2 separate regions of the Mus musculus genome follow, and region 1 is linked to region 2. The links are chromatin contacts, called in public HiChIP or PLAC-seq maps. All regions are on one chromosome and are shown on one strand. The core of a region is the stretch at or near the end of the contact, and the rest is flanking DNA. Distances in the headings are between cores, read along the strand shown. Region 1 overlaps Vps41 (VPS41 HOPS complex subunit). Region 2 has its middle 140 kb from the start of Vps41.

The links. HiChIP or PLAC-seq counts read pairs in DNA pulled down with a chosen protein or histone mark.
Region 1: a CTCF HiChIP or PLAC-seq map of embryonic stem cells shows a contact between it and region 2, with 3 times the contacts expected there. The contact joins two enhancer-like sites. A contact is called at or near these places in 1 of 15 datasets of contacts at CTCF or cohesin (embryonic stem cells), 1 of 484 Hi-C or Micro-C datasets (embryonic stem cells) and 1 of 115 datasets of contacts at active chromatin or transcription factors (embryonic stem cells).

The regions. Positions count from the first base shown.
Region 1 is chr13:18,808,670-18,812,522 of GRCm38.p6, reverse strand. It overlaps Vps41 (VPS41 HOPS complex subunit), which reads right to left. Exons shown (of 29, transcript NM_172120.4): 8 at 1,972-2,091; 9 at 810-956. Among named protein-coding and RNA genes, the nearest start is that of Vps41, 93 kb to the right of the region's middle. Within about 2 kb of position 1,367, at least 27 of the 459 cell types and tissues checked have an H3K27ac peak or open chromatin away from gene starts, as enhancers often do. A contact at or near this core is called in embryonic stem cells, where this site is marked.
Region 2 is chr13:18,574,170-18,577,856 of GRCm38.p6, reverse strand. No RefSeq gene overlaps it. Among named protein-coding and RNA genes, the nearest start is that of Vps41, 140 kb to the left of the region's middle. Within about 2 kb of position 2,061, at least 21 of the 459 cell types and tissues checked have an H3K27ac peak or open chromatin away from gene starts, as enhancers often do. A contact at or near this core is called in embryonic stem cells, where this site is marked.

The DNA of each region.
Region 1 (3,853 bases), core at 118-2,617, 240 kb before region 2:
TTCTCTTTCCGGTGAACTTCTGAGTTTATAAGAGCCCTACTCTCCCTTCCGGCCCCTCGCTTACTAAGGAAATTATTGAATCATCTCAGGAAAATATCTCACAATGCCAATCACGTTATGAACAACGAGCCAGGGCCTCTATGCCATTGAATTATAAACAACGAGCCAGGGCCTCTATGCCACTGAATTATGAAATATGCAGGTGACTTAGGTTTACCCTCAGCTCACGGCCATGAAAAACTCAAATGAGCCGAACGATCAAAACTAAAGACAAAGAAAGGATGATATGAAGATCAACACCTTTGACTAAGCCACCAAAATCAACCACACGTTCCATAAACAGCCAAGGAACTGCGGTGGGATCATGGGAAACTAAAACAGAACTCAACAAATACAGCATCATTCTGAGAACAGAAAAGGGCAATTAGTTTGCCCATCATAGAAAAGGAAAGCACAGCTGGGCGTGGTGGCGCACGCCTTTGATCCCAGTACTCGGGAGGCAGAGGCAGGTGGATTTCTGAGTTCAAGGCCAGCCTGGTCTATAGAGTGAGTTCCAGGACAGCCAGGGCTACACAGAGAAACCCTGTCTCGAAAAACCAAACCAAACCAAACAAAAAACAAAAAACAAAAAACAAAAAAAAAAAAAAAGAAAAGGAAAGCACATCTTAAAGTCTGTACTTGTAAAATAAAGTGGTGCTTCATCCTAGCACCACAGTGTTCAGATGAAAATATCAGGTTTGCCAGAAACCAGTCATGAGTACAATAAATCTGTAATGATTTGGATTTAATAGAAAGACCAAGTAAACGACCTTGATGGAAGTTCCCCAGCCAATAATGAGTGTCACATTGTCCTTCCAGCAGAGGCTGCAGGGGTACATGTCTGGGCGAAGACTTATGTCATCTCGGGGCACATTGCTGATTCTTTGCTTTGAGGTGATGTCAAAAACCTTCACACCCTACAAACCAAAGCAACATTAAATTAAGTGTCTTGTATCTCAGAGAGGGATCGAGCAAAGCAAGACGTGTCGCACTCAAACCCATAACGCTGTTCACTGGGCACGCCCAGGAGCCATACAAGGCCATGGACTTTCTTTATACAAACCCTTTGAGAACCAAAGCTGCAAGGCTCCTTTCTGGACAAAGGCTGTTATTAGTGGAGGGCGTAAGTAACACAAATCCAGCACAAACATGTTTTGCACAGAGACACCAAGTTTGCTTTCAACCTGATAGGTGGCGAGCATTTCTAAAGGAATTCTTCGGAAAGAGAATGAGTTTTAGTTTTTCAGAAAGCTTTGGGTCTGAAAACCCATCCATTCAAAGACAACATGTGACCCTTCAGAGTGCTCAATGGAACCTTCAAGTGCCTCTGGCTGATCAGGAGCCTGGAGACTGGCTGTTGTGAGGACAATCCCAGCAGCAGGGTTGAACTGAGACAATGTCAACTCTTTCTGACCAAATGCAACTGATTTTCTCAGCTACGTGTTGAAATTTCAGAAAACATGACAGATATGAAAAAGACTACTCTTTAAACTTCCTCCAAGCCCCACTTTACATAAAATAAACTTTAAGTGCAATACTGAGAGTACAATACACTTTTCAAATGACAGGCCCATGATTATACCTGGAGTAAAGAGGAAGTCACAACTTGCTTCTCTCAGTGCTCATGAGCGCCGGGTGAATGGCATTTCCAGAGCACATGCCTGAAGCAGCCCTGCAATGATTAAGGTGGCTTTTCATTTTCTTCGTTGCTCTGTGCCTCACTTTCTTCCTCTAAAGAGATTTTAGTCCACAATGTGTTGGGAATTGCTGTAGTATGAAAACCCAGGCGATCTGACTTCCTTAAGCTGAGGTGTGGTATCAATCACCCATACCTATCAGAATTCTAACTCCACCGAGTCTCTGTCCTGCCCTTTCCATCTGGCAATCTGCTGCCACTGTGCAAGTGCTAGAGAGACAGACAAGTGCCTTTACCATATTGTTGGCCCAAGCAATCAGATGGCCTCTCCACTTCACACTCCTTATGTTTCCTTCCCCTTCGTGTAGCACAGAAGACTTCCATCTGTTCATCCAGGTCCGTTCAAACAGCAGCAGCTGAGGACACAGCAAAACACAGGCTTTCAGGTCTCCAGAGTCACACAGAAGATCCTTCACTCATCCTCTCTGCCTGTCAGTGTTACCAAGTGACAAACAAGCCGCTCTCAGTATTTTTTTATGCTTATTTTAAATAGATACCCTCGTTTTGGAAACAATCCCCTACATATCTTGAACTGCCTGAATTCCTATTTAAATTAGACGAGCACTGAGGATATGACAAGTCTCAGCCACAAGATGGCACCAAAACACCACGACTCGGGGCAAACAATGCCTTAGTGAATCCAGCTTCAGGACGGCTTTTCAACTGGGAACTAATTAACTGTGTAAACCGGGAAATCAGAACCTTTTAAGTTTCTCACTGACAAAGAGAGTCATCACAGGTTCAACTGCTTTAGTTGGAAGCGAGCATCTTTTTTTTTTTTTATTTAATCCAAAGCAAATAATGTGACATTATCTTTTTAACAGTAAATCAAATCACAAAGTATGAACCATTTGCTTTAAGATTTGGGATCTTTACATTTTCCACAGTAGCTAGACACTATATAAAGATTAGAATCTATTGTGAAGTCCCACTGACTATTTTAAAATAAAATATAACTGGTCAAAACTCCTTAATTCTGAAGAAGACACAGGTCTGATAATTCATCCACTGAGAACATATTCTTCTTGATATACTCAACTTCAACTCTTTAAGCAGTGCCACCTATAGCATGTATCGCTGAAAGCACAACAACCAGACGTATGTGTGTTACTGCTGTCTGCTACACTGAGGACAGAGGCTGAGAGAGGTCTGGGGTGAGGCGGAGATGAGCTTCACTATTGTCGGCCTAGAATGCTGGTGTAGATAGAGTTCTTGGTCTACTATCCCTCTGCCATCATACTCTAGGATTGTTGGCAGGTGCCACCATTCCTGGCAAGAGAATTTTTAAAATTCCTTTCAGTTTACCTCAGTGTTTTGTGTATCTACTACCAGGCCCTAAGTATAAGGGAGGAAACATCAGGGGCAACCTAGAAATTGATGCTATACAATTAAAGTTATATATGACAACCACAGATAAACTAAAAACATGGCAACTACTGAGCACAATATGGAGATGGACAAAATCAGGACTATCAGTCAGTGTGTCTGTCTATCTACCTACCTATAAATATCTGTCTCTATATGTGTATTATCAATATAAAGATACTTAAGATATTAAAAATACTACAAAATAGTATTTTCTATGATACCACTTAAATATGAATAAATAGCCACATAATAAATATTTACACAGAAAGTAGTATAGAAATATGAAGCATATATTACAAAGTAATCATAATTCTAGAAAAGGGTATGAAGAAATCTTACATAGAAATTTTTCTAATTATTCATGTGATTTTTTTTATAATGTTAACTCATTAATAAGGATGAAGTCCACGTTTTACAACCAAGTTTAATTTAGGGAGCTGGATGAAGCGATAAAAAAACATACTGAAATCTTAAAAGAGGACAAAAATGTGCTTCCAAATTAATTTACAGAAGCCACCACTATTTTTTTAATTAAAAGATCTTTGAGAATTTTATGAGAACTGTATTTACATGGCTTCTACTTCTCCTTCCTCTTCCTCCTGAATTCATGACCTCTCCTTTAATTATTGCTACACACACACACACACACACACACACACACACAAGCCATCGTACAAGTACAACCTGCAGAGTCTATTTAGTGTTGCGACTATGTACATGTGATAAAGGCAGACTGTCTGGGCCTGGAGA
Region 2 (3,687 bases), core at 812-3,311:
GAGTCAGATAAAACTGGGCTGTATTTTTCTTACTTGCTAATTAGTCTTCAAGCTTTGGTCATTCTCTTCTGCAGCTCTTGGCTGTATTTGGAATCTCTCCAGGCCCTTTCCCCTTCTGGGCAGGGAAACTACACCCCTGGTTCAATGAACATAAGTCACATGCTTCCACGAAGTGCTTGCTTTCTTTTATCACATGTTCCTGGGCCTCTTCCACTTAGTTGCCTCCAAAGACCTTGTGATGGGACAAAAGAGATATGGGAAGAGTTACTGGTTGCTCCTTTGTGGCCTCTGTTCGCATTGCCGCAGAGAATATTTAGCATTTATTTTGGTGGCTCAAAGAAAACATTAAACTATCAAAGCTCACGTCAAAATAGTCAGTTTTGTTTATGGGCAGAATTTTTAAAAATGGATGCTCAATTATTTCTTATTTTAGAATTTGTTTCCTCCTGGGGTGTGGGTGGGGACACAATTATACATACATGCCTTTTTTTTTCATGAATAAATAGAAAAACATTCATTTGATTTGTAAGTAGATGATGGATTTTTAGAAAAACCCTAACTTGTTTACTCACTTGTTCTTTCATTCATTTAGTTACATCTATTAGTTCATCATTTACTAATCAACAGATAATTTTTCAGCCTTTATTATGAGGTGAGCATCCTGTTAAATGCTAAAAATCAAGGTAAAAGCACTCATGGTTTCTCCCCTCAGGAACCTTAGTCATTAATGTTGTAATAAGTCATCAAACAATTTTAATTTAATTACTATTCCTTTATTTCACATAATTAACAAATACCCATCATGAACCAAGATGTGGCAATAGTGTTCTTAGCCATTGAATGGTGCCGTTCCTGATGCTAAAAAGAATGTGGTCCATCTAGATCAAGGCTCTAGGGAAGGCTAACAGCCATGGTGGCTGCTGTTTTCATGAGCAGCTCCCTCTCGGCAGGGGTCTTGTTCATTATTTTATCTATGCAGACCCTAGCAGTTTCTGAGGCTTCTTGAACCAAAGCCTCTTTAGCCTCATTCATTCTGTAACTGTATACATACACACTGCCAGGTACATTATCGTGTCCTGTGTGATATGGAAGGTAATGCTACTGATTCATCAGTTTGGAACAACAAAACTTATGTTTGCCTCTACGAAACTACCGAAGTAGGCAGAATTTATGGTCATTGCTGCCATTGAAACGTCTCAGTCTCGTGAATTTATTGTTATGAACTAAATTCTGACATCATGGAAAATCGTAAGCGTGTCCATCTCTTTCTGGCACAGTGGGCTCACAACAAGCACCCGTATGACAAAAGGAGATGGAGGCTTCAGAGAGGGAAAAAGCAGGCCCAGAGTGCCAAGGGAAGCATGCTTAGCCACTGTCTTGGTTTGGGTTTTATAGCTGTGAGGAGACACCATGGCTGAGGCAAACCTTTAATTGGGGCTGGCTTACAGTTCCAGAGGCTCAGTTTGTTATCATCATGTGGGAAGCATGGCATCAGGCAGGCAGACTTGGTGCTGGAGAAGGAGCTGCAAGTTCTCCATCTTGATCCAAAGACAGCCAGGAGGAAACACTCTTTCGCACTGGGCAGAGCTTGCGAATTAGGAGCCCTCAAATCCTGCCCGCACACGCACACTTCCTCCAACAAGGCCACACCTCTTCCATCAAGGCCAGACTTCCTAGTAGTGCCACTTCCCATGGGCCAACCATATTCAAATCATGACAGCCAGTATCCAAAAAAAAAAAAAAAAAAAAAAAAAGAGGGACAAAGAAAAGCAAAGTATATTTTTCTGAGCAAATAACTCCACTCTCTGAGAAAAGATGGCAGGCTTCAGGGCAGAGGCTTGGTACTTCTGCTTGCTAGAAGCAGCTGCAAGGGTCTGCTCTAAGATGCTTCTGGGAACGAAAAGGACATTATCTTCTTAAGTGGCCAATAATCCCTTCCATCTCCTCTAGGATAGCTTGGAATGCCAGGTCTCCACTCAAGGCTAGAGATGGCATTTAGAGCAAAGCCCTGCGACTTTCACCCTTTTCACGTGGTAATCTTAATTCCAAGGAATGACAAAGCCGATGTTTACATTTCAAGTGTTACCAGGGAAACAGGAGGTGGGGTCCAAAGCTTCAATAGCCTGAGGCTCCTATAGCTGGCTAACCTAAAGTAAATTAGGTTAGTTCTGGTTTGAAACCTCTGGGTGGCCTCCAAATCACTCAGAGTGAGAGTCTAAGTCCTTATAACAGAATGGAGATTGGTCATGATTTTTCCGTGACCATCCCTTTTCTGACCATGTTCTGCATCACATCTTCTTATACATTCTGCACTATGGGGCACTTGCAGTTCTGTAGAATGGCCAAGTTCTCACCTCTCTGATTTCTGCTCTCTCTGCTCAACTATTCTCCCTCTAAAATTTGCACAACTCCCTTATACCTTTTAATTTTATGTGTAGTATGTATTTCTAATGGATTTTTCCCCGATTAGTTGTTTTAAATTATTGAGTAATTTTTTTTCTGGCTTTTTACTCTATTGCCTGTCTATACAGTGTTAATCTGTAATTGTCTCTCTCTCTCTCTTTTTTCCCCTAGTAGCTATTTCTCACTTCTTTTTTTGGGCTCTCTGAAATGGCTAATATTCTCAACCCAATATAGAGAACTAAGGAGGTATCAGCCATCTGTGCTTCCTTCCCACCCAGTTTAGAAGTCCTGTGATTGGTTTGAAGGTGTGACTTTTAAAGAGAATTGTTCATTTTCTTCCAATTTTTTTATTAGATATTTTCTTCATTTACATTTCAAATGCTATCTCGAAAGTCCCCTATACCCTCCCCCCACCCTGCTCCCCTACCCACTCACTCCCACTTCTTGGCCCTGGTATTACCTGTATTGGGGCATATAAAGTTGAGAATTGTTTATTTCTAAGCAAGTGTTTGTGTGAGTACATGGTATTCACAGAGGTCAGAAGAAGGCATTGGGTGGCCTGGAGCTGGAGTTAGGGGTGGTTGCATGTGACCTGTTAGGGTTACCAAATTCAGGTTCTCTGGAAGAGTAACAGAGCTCTGGACCACTGAGCCACTTCTCCAGTCTCTTAAATGTATAAACTATCTGAGCTATTTTAGTTGCAAATGGATGGGCCTAAATGACTTTTTGTTAATCAAGAGAGGGTAATTGATTCACCTAACTGTTAATTCCTGAGATAAGAATGTTCTTGGGCAGAGATCAAATAGTTCTATAAGAGCAGTCTGTCTTCATCTCTTACCATTATTTCATTTTGTATCTGGTTAATCTCTAAGATACTCTTTATGAAGTAGGTCATATAGAATAACCCTGATTGGTCCTGCTTAAATTATAGGTCCTCCCATTTTTCAACTTCTATATCAGGTCTTAAAATATTCTGGAGTCTTGGGAACTCCCCAGCTTGGCTCTGTGAATCCATATTTTATTACAGTTCTGCTCTCTGGGATTTCCATATAGTATTCCTCTTCCTGGAATTTCTCACTCTGCTGACTTACTTGATCAAAACAAACAAGACAAAACAAACAAAGAAACAGCAACAACCCACAATAAAAAACCCCAATCATTCAGATATACAATGTTTTGTGATTGTATTCACCCCCTTTACCCACTCCTATCGCCTCCTGCAGCTACTGCTTGCTCCCTTTCTTCCTTTTCAACTAGTCTCCCTTCTGCTTTCATGTTCTCTGT